Linked DNA regions of Rattus norvegicus: region 1 is linked to region 2. A link is a contact called in public Hi-C data. All regions are on one chromosome and are shown on one strand. Each heading gives the region's core, a stretch centred on a gene start, on an enhancer-like site or on the middle of the called end of the contact. The rest is flanking DNA. Distances are from core to core; before and after follow the strand shown.

Evidence for each region. A called contact is a pair of places that touch in the nucleus more often than the background predicts.
Region 1: a contact with region 2 is called in a Hi-C map of Schwann cells, with 1.7 times the contacts expected there. The contact joins the enhancer-like site here to the promoter of Nt5dc3 in region 2. A contact is called at or near these places in 3 of 12 Hi-C or Micro-C datasets (Schwann cells and liver).

What each region holds. Positions count from the first base shown.
Region 1 is chr7:23,115,128-23,118,774 of GRCr8, reverse strand. It overlaps Nt5dc3 (5'-nucleotidase domain containing 3), which reads right to left. Exons shown (of 14, transcript NM_001134887.3): 7 at 2,702-2,762; 8 at 2,196-2,298; 9 at 1,955-2,056; 10 at 1-7. Among named protein-coding and RNA genes, the nearest start is that of Nt5dc3, 39 kb to the right of the region's middle. Within about 2 kb of position 1,729, at least 8 of the 93 cell types and tissues checked have an H3K27ac peak or open chromatin away from gene starts, as enhancers often do. A contact at or near this core is called in Schwann cells, where this site is marked.
Region 2 is chr7:23,076,780-23,080,477 of GRCr8, reverse strand. It overlaps Nt5dc3 (5'-nucleotidase domain containing 3), which reads right to left and starts at 2,400. Exons shown (of 14, transcript NM_001134887.3): 1 at 2,094-2,400. The coding sequence starts at 2,295.

The sequences.
Region 1 (3,647 bases), core at 480-2,979, 39 kb before region 2:
GAAAGGTCTAGCAACAGAGAAGGGAAATGTTACTAGAATACATGGTAACAGTTAAAAGCTCTCTGCTCCACAAGATACTAAGTGGGGAGTCACTGAGAACAGGAAGTACCCATACTGCATCCCCTGGCCCAGGTCACCCCATTCCACACAACATAGACCCCACTACAGACCCACTACACACAGTAGGTGATGAAGAGCAAGGAAAAAAAAGAAAAGAAAAGAATTCTAGAGCCAACCACCCTTGGCAAGCACGAGCCCTTTAGTCAGGTCTCCCTAGGACAGTGGTTCTCCATCTTCCTAATGCCCTGACCCTTTAATACAGTTCCTCATGTTGTGGTGACCCCCAACCATAACATTATTTTTATTGCTACTTCATAACTTTTTTGTTACTGTTATGAGTCATTAAGTATCTGATATGTGACTGTGTGAAAGGTCACCACCCCCTGCCCTAGCATAGTCAGCAGGACAGAGAGCATCTGCTTCACAAGGTGAAGCCTGCAGGAACTCTGCTGCCTGCAGATGCTATGGAACTCTGGCATCCTGGGTCAAATGCCAGGTCCGGGGGTGGGGCCTTAGCTCTGATGAGCCTGGAAGCAGGACCGCCCTGTCCCTCACGCCCAGGTACAGCCTGTGGGACTCGGCCTGTCTTTTTGTGTAATTGTCTCTCCAGTCACAGAAATAGAAACTCACTTTATGCATCAGAACACATTTTCCCTTTCTGAGGAACATGGAAATCACTTTGTGTACTCTTATTTATATCTCTTTTCCTTTAATCCTGTCAGCAACCTCTTGTGTGATGTCACAGTCTGAAACACATTAGCAGTAAGATAGGCTGGCGGCTTTTGCTAGCCAAGTTCGGCATGTTTAGTGGCTGTGTAACATTCCTGCACATGGACATTCTGATTAACAAGTCATCCTCAACTGTTGGCTTCAATAAACAACAGAAGGAGAGGGAATGTTTCAGCCATTATTCCAGAACAAGGGGTGGGGGGAAGAACACTGCTGGGCTGAGTCCCTCCCAGGAAGAGCCCAGGCCTGACTCCTCCATCTCAGATAAACGTTTGAGAAGAGCCTGGGTAAAGGGAGGCCCAGCCTCCACAGGAATCTAAAAACCCAGTAAGGAGGCTAGAGGCAACATGGCTGGTGTATAGCTTCTGACCACACTCAAGACTCAGTCTGTATGCTCTGTTTTTGAGCTTGCCTCTTCTTAGCACCCCAATGGTACACAGGTTGCCCTCACTTCAGACACCACAGTAGGATCCCCAGAACTACCCACTGAGGTAGGTCACCAGCTACAAGGATGCTAGTCACCAACCACAGGTCAAGGAAGGTCTGGGAAAACCCTTCCCAAAGTAAGCCATAGATAGACAGAAGCTCTCTGTAGAATGCTAGCATAAGAATCTTCACTGTGTTGGCCTCTAGGAGTGGGGCCACCTAGTCTGCCCCCAGGGTAGAGGACACATTAGTACTCTTGGACTGATCCTGACTTCTTCCCTCCCCCTTCCCAAAGCTGCAGAGGCAGGAGGACATTATATAAGACATGGCTGTGACTTGTGCTGGGTTGCAGGCTTCTGCAAAAGTCAACTGCAGTTTGAAATGCACCAATTAGCTGTTTCAAGAGCTGCCACCAGGCAGTCTGGCATTGGTGGTGTTCACACCTCATACCCCACAAGGCATCTGGGGGCCAAGCCTGCTTTGCTGTATGGCATTAATCCCTGTTCTCCACTGTAGTCTTGCTTCCTAAAGCCTGACTCAGAACCGCAGCAACCCACACTCAACTGAGAACACTGTCTGCTATGTGCCCCGTCCCGCCGGTCCCCAAGCTAAGTGTCAGACAGGTCACAAATTAGAAACTATGTCTCAGATGCTTAATGATTCTGCTACTGGCTCTCGTGATGGCATGCCATGCCTGTATTCACAAACACAGTCAAGTCCCCAGTAGACGGGCCCTCACCTCCGCTTGTCATTGAAGAAGTTCGGTTTCTCGGCCTGAACTATGACCACATCGAAAAGGTCCCGCCAGTCCTTCCCCACGATGTACCGCATCCCTTTGTCTCTGGAACAAGGCAGCCAGGTGAGCTGACATCAAAGGGATGAACGTTTTTTATTTTCTTGCAAACTATTTCTTTCCAGCTACTAAAACGAATGGCATCTGACCCGCGAGCCAACAGCTGCAGGGGACAGACAGAACTCACACAAAGCTACTGGGGCTATTGGTAATGAGGAACATCTTCTTGCCGTGGGCAGCCAATTTAGCCAACACCGCGCGGGTCTGCTCAGCATAACAGATGTACTTCTCTAGGAATGAGAGGGAAGTTCACACAGTCAGGACGGAATCGGGCACTCTGCAGGCACTTATGAGATGGGCACCTGGGGCACGCAGAGTCCTAGGCACAGTGGGGAAACTCAGGTCTCAAGGAAGGCTGACTCCGGGAAATATGGGAATGTCCAGTGCACAGGAAACAAAGACTACCCCTCCCCCAAGCCCCACCCCTACTGAAGAGAAGGATAATATGGTTCAGCTGCCATCCCCTCTTAGACTGACAAGACACCAGGAATCTACACCGCAGGATCAGGGGCCTTAAACAATCCTCAGGAACCCGGGGCCCCTGCTCGGCCCCGCCCACCCCGGGGTGCGATGTCTAACCGCCCACACACCAACGCCCACACACCAGCACAGCAAGTGCTGCTGAGCGCTTACCAATGTCCGCTTCGATAGCTCGGTACATTATTCCCTTGATGTGGACATCCCGTATGGAGTCCTGTGAAAAGGCAGATTCCTCATCAGTGAGAGAGAGCTGAGGGGGCAGGACGTTAGCTCCATGGGGCTCACTGCCTGTCAGTCCAAGGTCTACACCTCCCAACGCTAGCCCCGGAGGCGTCTAGGGCAAACTTGTGCTTCCACAGTGACACGGGCTGTTGCCATACGTTTCCAAGGACCTCCTTTGAGAAGGTCATTTGTGCAATTCTGAATGAGGTCCCCATGACAAACAGCAGTTTACATGCAGGGTGATAAACAGAGGGCAGATAGCCTGCAGGAAGGGAGTCCCTGTCCCTCGTCCTCATTTTTACACGCAAACAGTTCTGTAAGGTCAGGCAGAGGTAGGGACAAAGACGAGATGCAGGAAAGAGAGAGAGCCAAAGTCCATTGCAGGCTCAGGGCTGTGCCAGCATGGTGTCACCAGGCGTCACTGCAGAGCTCTGCTGGCAGGGTGAGAGATGTCTAGCAGCCCTTCTTAGACTCCTGGAGTGTGATGGAAACTTTCTGGTACCAGTGGCAGGGGCCTAGGTCTATCTTGTTACCGGTAGACTTCTGTCAGAGTGGACCACTCAGGGCTATAAACTTAATCTCAATTAGCTTCAGCATAAACCCATTTCACTTTTACCCAACACAGAAGGCAATGGTGAAGAATCTAGGCCCTGCTGTGTGACATTGGGCAAGACAGTCAAGCTCTCTGTGCCTCGGTGTCTTTCAACCGGGGTAATGATAATAGTAGCACCAATACAAAGGCTTAATATAAAAGTCAGAACAGAGTCTGGAACATCAGCTCTGTGAGCGCTTGCTGTTGGTGGTAGCAATCCTTGGAGGAAAAACCTGAACCTTCATGTAAACATTTCTCCTGTTACAAGTGAGTCTTAAATAGAGT
Region 2 (3,698 bases), core at 1,151-3,650:
AAATAAACAAATAAATAAATAAGGAAGAGGAGAGGCAGGAGGAGGGGGGAGGAGGGGGAGGAGAGGGGAGGGAGAAAGGAAGAGGAGGAGAAAGGGGAGGGGGAGAGGAGAAGGAGGAGGGAGGGGAGGGGGAGAGGAGGAGGGAGGGAAAGGAGGAGGGGGAGAGGAAGAGGAGGAGGGAGGGGAAGGAGGAGGGGGAGAGGAGGAGGAGGAGGAGGAGGAGGAGGAGGAGGAGGAGGAGGAGTACACATACCCCAAGTCAGTACTACCCATACCCCATTTTCCAGACGGGTAAACAAGCTTCAGGACCTCTCTAGTTCTCACAGGCCACAAGGGGCAAATCCTGTCCAAAATAGCAGGGTGAAAGCAATTTTACCTCTAGTTTCTTCTAAAACTAAACATGCAATTACCCTTCAACCTTCAGAGACTGGCTTCCCCCACACACACACTCCACAGTGTAACTCTCTAAAATATACATTTTTTTTTGTATGTTAGATGAATGGTACTCTCCTTTTTATTGCTAAGTACTGTAGTTCCACAGTAGGCACATACCACAACACTGAATCATTTACCCATAGTTCACTCCTCAAAAGGACGTGTGTGGATTGCTCCAATCCCACAGCCAAACGGGTATGAATACTGTATAGGGAGTTTTATACTTCATTCTTTCCATACATGTCAGAATATTTTTCAACTAAAAATATAGTTGAGCTGTGCGTATTGGCACACACCCTTAATCCAAGCACTCAGGAAAGAGGCAGGTGATCTCTCTGAGTTCCAAGCCCATCAGGTCTACAGAGTGAGTTCCAGGACAGCCAGGACTACACAGTGTCGAAAAAAACAAAAACAAAAAGACAGGAATAGTGAGTAGCTCATGTCTCTAACGCCAGCGCTTCAAAGACTGAGGCAGAAGGATTGCTTCAAGTTTAAAGTTACCTTGAAACCCTGTCACAAAAGACCAAAAAGAAAGAGGAGAAGCAAGAGGGAAGAGGGACAGAGCCCTGACATGACACATTTGCCAGGAACGGTGGCTCCCTGCTGGGAAGATAGATAACACAGGAGACTCATAACTCAAAGGCCTGGGATACACAGCCCCTCTCAAAACACTTGCCTGGCCAAAAACAATAAGTCACTCTTTCAAAGCATTGCAGACAACTCTGAATGTGCTGTGAAGATCATTCCAAATAGGTTTTGCTGCACTTAAACACAGACATGTGGCCAAAGATGCAAAAGGAAATCCTACAAAAATGTTCCCTCACCAACCCCCTCCTCCTGTACCAACCTCCCCAAACCACCCCCCTTCCAAAATCAGTATTAAATCCAGCGTGTCCTCTGATAACAGCTTCAGTGTCTACACGTCACCGGCCCTTTACTCCAGGTTCCAAACGTTTGACTGCTAGGAAGACGCACAAAGCAACAGACAAGACAATGGATTCCCCACCCTGGGTCAAAACCAGTTTTTGTTTAGGCCTCTTGCTTGCACTCGAGTCTCGAGTCTCGCCCTTCCCGTCTACATAATGGACATGACCCCCTCCTCTGGAGGCTGAGGGAGATTTAGGAACTATATCAATACCTGTTACAATTATCATCTGGTTCCTCTCTCCAGTACTTCTCGATTCCCTAACAGCCGAGTGAAGCTCATTCTCTGTTCACCTGGCCACAGGAACCCTTGCCCTCGCAGAGGGCCGTGGATAACCAGACCACCCTCCCCTTTCAAACAGAACATTTCACCTACTCCACCCTGCAAAAGGGAGAACCGCTCAGCCTCCTGACTCGCTCGCCTGCGCTGGAGCCTGTCTAGGACAGCGCGGCAGCAAGCCGGGCTGCTACTATCGCTCCCAGAGCCAATGACAAGACCTAACGGTGTTCCTACCGACGCCCTTGGAACCCTCGCGGCGGCCCAGAGCACATCCGATGCACACTCCTGGTTTAACAATCTCCAGGTATGAAATAGCTTCCCCAGCGGGGGAAAGAGAAGCAAGAGTTGCGAAGTTTTAGAGTCGCCTCCCCCGCGGGAGTAGCGCGACGGAGGTAGGGTGCGGGGGACCCGAGGGGTCCTCGAGTAGGCTGCCCAAGCTGGGGCGCGCACTCACCGTCCGTGCTCCTCTTCGCCTCGTGGTAGCGCGCCCACAGGTAGCTTTTCATGTCCACAGCAGCCGGGGCAGCCGGGGCAGTGCACAGGCGCCGAGCGCAGTCCGCGGGCGGTCGTCCTCGAGCCACAGCCCCGCTGCCGCTTCGCAGCCCCGCCACCGCCCTCGCCCCGACCCCGCGGGCCGCCGCTGCCACCGTGGCCATGCTGCCACTAGGCTGCCAGAGACATGGACAGCCAGCGTCAGGAGGCTCCCGGACGCACGCCGGCAGTTCCTACGTCTGAGCAAGTGGCAGCGCGGCCCAGGCACCACCCACTTCGGGGCGGGGCCTGGGCGGGGCCGGGGGCGAGGCTGGAGAGGTGGGCGGGTTCTAGACGGAAGCGGGAGGCGGGGTCAAGGATTAGGCTTGGAGCAGCGGGGTGGGTGGGGCCTGGGCTGGGCTGGGGCGGGGCCTGGTTGGGTCGAATGATGCCCCGACTGAGTAAGGAACATGGTCTAGAGAGAATGAGTGGAACCATCTCGATTGCGTCAGAGGCAGAGGCAAGGACCGGGCCTGGGAAGACAAAGCCGGGGACACGGGGTAGTCAAAGGCTGGGGTCAGGTGTGGGTCTGTGGAAATAGAGACCCGATCTGGGTTGAGTCAGAGGCGGAGTCAAGGGCAAGGCCTTAGAGAAACCGTGTGGGGCGGGGCCGTAGGTGCCAGGGCACAGCGCCCGGTCTGCTGCGGTCACTTCCTGACCCGTGAGGCGTGGGGGTGGTGCTGAGGCCACACAAACCAGGATGATTCATCTCCGACCCTATCGCTGCCCGTAAGACTCTGCTGTACCTTCCTCTTGCCTTCCGTGGCGGGCTCCCAATTCTGATTCACCATCTCTAGTCCCTGTCTCTGGAATGAGACCCACTTTCCGTGTCAATGGCTTCTGCAGGTTATCTCCTGGATCTCAGGTGTCGTGAGACCCACCTTGGGCCGATCCAAGAGCTGCCCTTTAAAAAGTTGCTAGGCCGAGATCCCGCACAAGGTTTAAAGTCGTCTCAAGATCCTGCCCCTGAAGACTCCAATAAATGTAAATTTCCTTTACAGTGCACTGCCTCTGGAAAGCCGGGTCCCGACCGCCAGAGAGGTCCTCTGGACCTGATTATTAGTTTCCTGCTCACAGCACGTTTGGTACCTGCTCCACTCATCTGCTTAACTGCACTTGTTCCGTACGTTGGAGCTCCACTAATAGCCAACAAACAGTAGCCGCCCTACCAGCTGCCATTTCTATATGCACTGAGTCAGATTTGGCTCCTGCAGGACTTTCTATCACCCACCCAAGACCTGCATGAGAAGCACTGGGTCCCAAGGAATTCCCAAAGTACCCCATGGTGACCACTGAGTAGAGGGGTATAGTGGGAACGCCTGGGATGATGAAATAGCCCGGACACAGTGTGAGACAAGCCCAGGCGTCAGAAGATTCTTAAGTTGTGGGCTGAAGGAGTCAGATGTTTTCTTGGAAGATGATGACACCTGAGCTAGTTCCTGACCGATAATGAAAACCATTAATAGAAAGCTGGCTGTGTGTTTTATCTCATACACTTTCCCCAACTGTCTTGAAAGCACCATGTGTC